Regions from separate parts of the Mus musculus genome. Here region 2 is linked to region 1. A link is a contact called in public Hi-C data. All regions are on one chromosome and are shown on one strand. The core of a region is the stretch at or near the end of the contact, and the rest is flanking DNA. Distances in the headings are between cores, read along the strand shown. Region 1 overlaps Rad51b (RAD51 paralog B). Region 2 overlaps Rad51b (RAD51 paralog B).

The links. Hi-C and Micro-C count contacts between places; a contact is called where the count stands out from the background.
Region 2: a contact with region 1 is called in a Hi-C map of the N1E-115 cell line, with 5 times the contacts expected there. The contact joins two enhancer-like sites. A contact is called at or near these places in 11 of 484 Hi-C or Micro-C datasets (the MNK3 cell line, the N1E-115 cell line, bone marrow-derived dendritic cells and 6 more), 9 of 115 datasets of contacts at active chromatin or transcription factors (the 230-238 cell line, Th17 cells, bone marrow-derived dendritic cells and 5 more) and 1 of 9 other capture datasets (embryonic stem cells).

The regions. Positions count from the first base shown.
Region 1 is chr12:79,644,285-79,647,395 of GRCm38.p6, reverse strand. The region is part of intron 7 of Rad51b (RAD51 paralog B); the gene reads right to left. Among named protein-coding and RNA genes, the nearest start is that of Gm36048, 150 kb to the left of the region's middle. Within about 2 kb of position 1,580, at least 114 of the 459 cell types and tissues checked have an H3K27ac peak or open chromatin away from gene starts, as enhancers often do. A contact at or near this core is called in the N1E-115 cell line, bone marrow-derived macrophages and microglia, where this site is marked.
Region 2 is chr12:79,755,081-79,758,191 of GRCm38.p6, reverse strand. All of the region lies in intron 8 of Rad51b (RAD51 paralog B), which reads right to left. Among named protein-coding and RNA genes, the nearest start is that of Gm36048, 42 kb to the left of the region's middle. Within about 2 kb of position 1,706, at least 26 of the 459 cell types and tissues checked have an H3K27ac peak or open chromatin away from gene starts, as enhancers often do. A contact at or near this core is called in the N1E-115 cell line, bone marrow-derived macrophages and microglia, where this site is marked.

The DNA of each region.
Region 1 (3,111 bases), core at 331-2,830:
GTATGGGGTAACTGCCCTGCACGATGGTGAGGCTTTCTCTTTGGCCTAATTACCCGTAGAATGGATACTCTAGGGAAAATCTGTGGCCAGCAACTGTGGGGCTGTGGCTTATAGGTATGGTGAGTTCTAGCTGTATATTAACATGTTCCCTGCCTGGCCCCAGTGGACTGACCTGTTGGGTCTGAGACTGGGGTGGGTTGGGAGGGTGGTGGCACCAGTTGTGGTAGCAGGCCAGTGTGCAGTTTTCACCTCTAGCCCAACCTGGCAGTGTTGGGCCCACTGCAGGAAATGACACAGTCTCTTGGTTACTTGTGACAGGGTAACCACTGTGGCTTCCAGTGGTCTATTTACCAACTATATCAAATTTTGCAGTTAGCACGGGGCCAAGAAAGGCTGGCTACCTAGGTATGGAAAAGAAGGTGGCCCATTTTCAGATGGCTCTGGGGTTCACACGGATGTGAAAGAAACTTTCCTACCAGCTGTTCTGTGCATTTTCTGTGGCAGTCACTGTGCATGAAGTTTGTTCGGCTGTCTTTGCCCACTTCCTCATCCCTGCCTACTGAGCTCTTCAGACAGGCAGGGAGGTGAATTTCCAGCCCCCTCCCGCCCCGAGTTTCTGATGACCTTTTTCGGTGTTTTTGTTACTTGTGGTGCTTTCTATTCACGTGTATGCCTTGGTGCTGGGGATTCCCCTCCCTTCGGTTTGCAAGGAGGGTTAGAAAGACACGGCTTTGTGATAAGTACCATCATAGACGGCTGCTACTCACTCACTCCCCCTCCTTACACTCATTTGGGGCCAAGAAAAATCGTTCTATTGAGTCATTTGCTCCCCAAAGAGACTGAAGATATAACTCTTGGGGGGAGTCCAACTTCATCAACACCAACTTTGATCCTCCAGCCTAATGTATGCTTATTGTAGACAGGGGCTAAGCTCAGAGGAACCTCAGATACGTCCTGTGGGGCGCAGAGCAGTGCTAATATCCCTGCCTTATCTCTATGTTCCCAATTAAGTGGTGTGGCATCCTAACCAGCATGGGCTCACTGACGGGGCAGGTCCAATTATCTCCATCTCCAGAGTGAATCTGTAGCATGAAACTCTGTCGGCCATTGTTCAAAGGTTGGTTAACTGGTCTACCTAGAAATCCCCAAGTCAGCGGCTTTATCAGATACTCATGTACAAAAGTGATTTCATGTCCTCAAAGATGGACAATTTTATTTTTGAGGCAGAGTGATTCCATGCTTCTACATCCATATTTAGAAGACATTGATACAGACACAAACAGTGAAAATTAGACACAATCAGACAGAGTCAACAAAGAAGAGACAGAAGAAGAATAGGTCAAGAACAAATATAGTAAGTGGCCAAATACTTACCTAGTAGCCCTTGGTATGGCACTCTCCAACATGACCACTAGTGAGCAAACCCCCAGTCAGAGGCTACAGGCTGGCAAGGACCCATCTCACCTAAGGAACAAGGCCCAATGCCAGATGACAAACCAGTTTCTTCTCTCTGCCATTCACTCTGGTGACCTGGAAACAGCCATCTGGAGCAGAGTCTGAGAGGAAATGTGAGGCTCTGGCAGGCCTCAGAGTTGCTGGAGGTGATGACTAGGTCTGTGCAACGTCCACCGGCTCATCTTACCAATAGAACTACATATTGAAGCCGATATCTTACATCTTTCCCTCCCTCGTTTTCAGTTGGCTTTCTGGCACCACTCATCTGACATCATTAACATGAGTAATGGCACTTTTATACTTTCATTCACAGACTGGTCTTAACTGATCCTTAGTGTATGAGGGAAACTGAGAACTAAGTCAACTAGCCATCATGGGTTAGAGGGGTAGGCAGGCTCCAGACTCAAACATCCTGGCCTCTCTCTCTCTCTCTCTCTCTCTCTCTCTCTCTCTCTCTCTCTCTCCCTCTCTCCCTCTCTCCCTCTTTCTTTGGTTTTTCGAGACAGGGTTTCTCTGTGTAGCCCTTGCTGTCCTGGAACTCACTTTGTAGACCAGGCTGGCCTCGAACTCAGAAATCCGCCTGCCTCTGCTTCCCAAGTGCCCGGCTGGCTCCCTTCTCTTAACAGTAGTGAAACACCAGGTCTACACTTAGGTAGATCATTTGCTCTCTCTATGCCTTATTTTCCTGAGCTACATAATTGGGTTAGCAATTATCCCTATTGTGAAGACAAAGGACAGCATGTGAGATGCTCTTAAAAAGCCTGATACCTGATAGGTGTTTAATGAACATTACCTTTGCTATGACAGCCATTCTAGAACCTGTTTATGTCTCATGGTTCACTTCCTCTGGTTCTCACTCTTCCCATCCCAAATGGCCCAGTCTGAAATCCCCCTCCCTTCACTCTTTCTTAAGATTTTGTATTTCAGCATCCAGGTGAACTCTCAACTCTTTCATGAATAACTTCCCAAATATTTATCTTCAACTAATTTCTCAGTTTTTAATATACCTACTTCAGCATCAGTATTAAGGAACTCACTGCAAGACTTACTCTACATGTGTTATTTTTCTTTTAACAAGACTTAACAGAAATATTTCTTGGTCTCAAAGGAGTCCAAAGAGGGGAAGTCAGTTGAGCCAAGCCATTTATGATGGTACTCATCATAAAGATTTGTCTTTTTAATCTTTGTAAATCCTTGCTTACAGTGTAAACTTCAAGGGATTTGATGTCATTCTGGGTCCCTAGGTCCCCTTCTGGGTTCCTATTCCAAATGCAGAAAGGGAGAATGGAACCCAGCTTTGATTCAGTTCTTCCTATCTACAGACTCCATACTGAGTGCCTGTCTGACATTTATTTAACTTATTTCATCCTCTCAACCCAGGCAAGTCAACATTATTATCCTGCTTTTCTCAGATTAAACAGCACCGTGAGTCAGACTCAAATCAGTCCTATATGGCTCCCTGGTTCTTCCAAGGAAAAGTTCTTTGCATGAAAATGCATGGCCTCATGATTTACTGATTCAGTTCATCAGACCAAGGCATGCTAATATCAGAGTAATCAAGTTCCATGTTGTTCAGTGCAAAATCAGATAAAGAAATCTGGGAAGATGGCTCAGTGGGTAAAGTGCTGGCTGTACAAGCCCGACAACCTAAATTCA
Region 2 (3,111 bases), core at 457-2,956, 110 kb before region 1:
TCATTTAAAATAAGCCAGGATGTTTACATGAGATGTCCCTTGTCCCCAGATGTATTTCTATCCTCTTGCTATGGATTTTTCACATTGCACTTAACAGCTGTCCTGGTCTGAATTTTGTTTTCCTGCTCTCATCATGGTATCTGAGGCGGCCGGAGGATGCCAGAGTTGCAGTCTCAGTAAATCTGTATTATGCATGGTCATCATCTTAGGTTTTGGCCATCTGATGTTTGTTTCGGGAAACACGGGCTAATGGAGAAGGAACACAGCTGTCTAGTCTGACATCAGGTTGGTTGGAACCCTGACTGCTGGGGTGAGAGAAATTCCTCAGACATGGACATCCAGACAACTGCCTTTGAAGAGAGCTGGAAAAGGTTAAAAAAAAAAAAGGCATATCCTTTATCAGTTACTCTTCCTAGGAAGACTTAAGACGCAGGAAATATATAGAAGCTGTACATGTTTCAGGCCTTAGTTTGGATAATGAGAGAGCCATGTGATAACCCACTCAGCTGAAAAGCAAGGGGACTCTCTGACAGCTATGCTTTGACTTTGGGAACTCAGCTCACAAAGAAATGGAAATCCCAGGTCTGGTAGCCAGTCCCTTCACGTTTAGTTGAAACCTACTACGTTTAGTTTAGACCTACGTGAGCAGTTCCTACTTCATACCTGCATCAGCTCACTGGCTCTGCAAGAGGCAAGGCCAAGAGGCAAAAGAGAGAGAGAGAGAGAGAGAGAGAGAGGATTTATCAGGAAGTATGTTCTTGAAGAAAAATGTTTCTGTGAAACCAGTGACCAAAAGATCTTCAGCGACACTTCAGCTAAACACAGTGTCTAATCCTGGACTGAACTCTAGAAGGCCTGCCACAGCAACATTACTGGGACACCTGGCAAAGCTTAAATATTGCCCTTATATTACATTACAGTGTTGTATCAATATTAATTTCCTGGGTGAAAGAATAAATGTAGTATGGCTGGCTGTATAAGAGAAATTGTTGTTCTTGGGAGACAAATGAAAGTCTCAGGGGATGGAAGACTATGACATCTACAACGTGCTGTTAAATGGTGCCACAAAGACAGTAACAACGTCATGATATCACAAACTAGGTGGATAATGACAGTAAGCCAGAAGCAGGTGAGGCAGAATGTCAACAGCTAGGAGATGACACACAAGCTCACTGTAGTTTTCTTAGAATGTCCTGTGTAAAAATGTAAGTTAATTGTGAGAGATGGACTGGGCCACTCACAATAGCAGGACATGGGGTTGGGTCAAATGTTTCTCACATCAGAATCACCTGATTAACCCTTTAAGGTGTTGAATATGGAGTTCCAGGATTCAAACCCCAAATCTAAGACACCAGAACTTCTACTGGCACTGTCGTCCCCCCGCCTTCACCCCCAGCCCCCTAGCACAAACACGTAGCAGGAGTTTGCATTTCTGTTTGCAATGGCCCAGGTGCGTTTGCATTGGGAAATCTTCAGTGTCTTGTGACACAGGCTCTGTATCCTTTTCATCTTGGAGACACAGCTCTGCAGAATGCCCTTTGGCCCAGTGTTTAAAAATGTTGTCTGCTGACTTTATCCTCGTCCTAGCTCCCAAGGGGAAGAGAGATGTGAGTGCTTTTTCAGAGTGGCCATAACTCATCTGTCTGGAGCTGCTGTCAGAGGCGCCACCCAAAACATCCAGAGAGGGTGGAGGAGGGACAGCTGACAGTTTGTGGCATAAAACAGGTCAGGGCTAGAATGGGCCAGGTCCGTCATTTAGGGACTCTCATTAAGGCGCCTTCCTCTGTTATGCTCCTTGGCCTGAAGTTCTTCAAGGCACTAAAGTGGTTCAGCATCCAAGAGGTCCAGCTCTTGCTGTCACTGACTAAGGAACACTCAGGGAGTCAGGATAAGTAAAAGGGACAGGAGACAGACATCCTCAGGTGTCTCTAACTCTGGGGTTGTACGTATAGCTGATAAATGAAGAGATGGAGGGAGGGAATGAGGGAGGGAAAGATGGAGGGAGGGAATGAGGGAGGGAATGAGGGAGAAAGGGAGAGGGAGAGGGAGAGGGAGAAAGGGAGAGGGAGAGGAAGAAGGAGAGGGAGAGGGAGAGGGAGAGGGAGAGGGAGAGGGAGAGGGAGAGGGAGAGACTTAGCCACTGTAGCCCACCTTGCTGCAGCCATTGTTGAGGCCTGAGTTCAGGCCTCTCTGCTGGCCCAGCTGCCTTCCTTCTGGCATCTAAGAGCAAGCAAACAGCGGTGGAGAATGCTTTTAATTATCACCTAGCATGAATGTGAGGATTTATTGTTATGCTTTCCTCCCACCCATCTCAATTGCCCCTCTGGGAAGCAGAATGACTGATAGGAATCAGTATACACTCTTGTATGGAGAGAATGGAATGTGGGCGGCACACAAGTCTGTGCCCCTAAAGGCACTGAGCAGGGGAGAGGAGTAGATGTGGATCTGTGAGGAGCTCCGGTCCATGAAGGCCTCCCAGTGGCCTTGCCAGAGCCTTTCGAGTGCTCCCTCAGAGTGGCCTACCTTTGTTTGACATATGTAACATGGTCTCCTTGAACCAAGGTTAGGAGAAGCTGCCAGACTTCCCTTTTGGAGGGTTGTGCATACATGGGAGGAATAGATGTCCCCCAACACCCCAACACAAGGCTCACAACAAATTAGGGGCATAGAAGAGAGGAAAGCTCTTCTATGTACCACATTCACAGTGAACACTAGATGGTATATTGTACGGTCCCAACAATGTGTAGATAACCAGCCTCCGTGTGTGTGTGTGTGTGTGTGTGTGTGTGTGTGTGTGTGTGTGTGTGTGTGTGTTTGTGTGTGTCCAAGTGCATAGGTCTAAGGGCTGAAGGTACTTTTAGACAATGAGGTAATCTTGCTTCAACATTCTCTACTTCCCTAGAGGCATCCAGATCTTTGAGGGTTAGTCAAGTAGTTTTAGAAAGCGACCTCATGGCAGAGAGGAAACTGACAAGGGAGAGAAGCTGATACCAGCAGAGTCTTTTTAACTGGGGGAACTGGTTTCAGTGGGTAGTAGGCAGTCAGGATACATCTGCAAAATATGAATTCTTAAGCAAAGCAATTTCCGTCTTCCTCACAGCCACTGTTTAT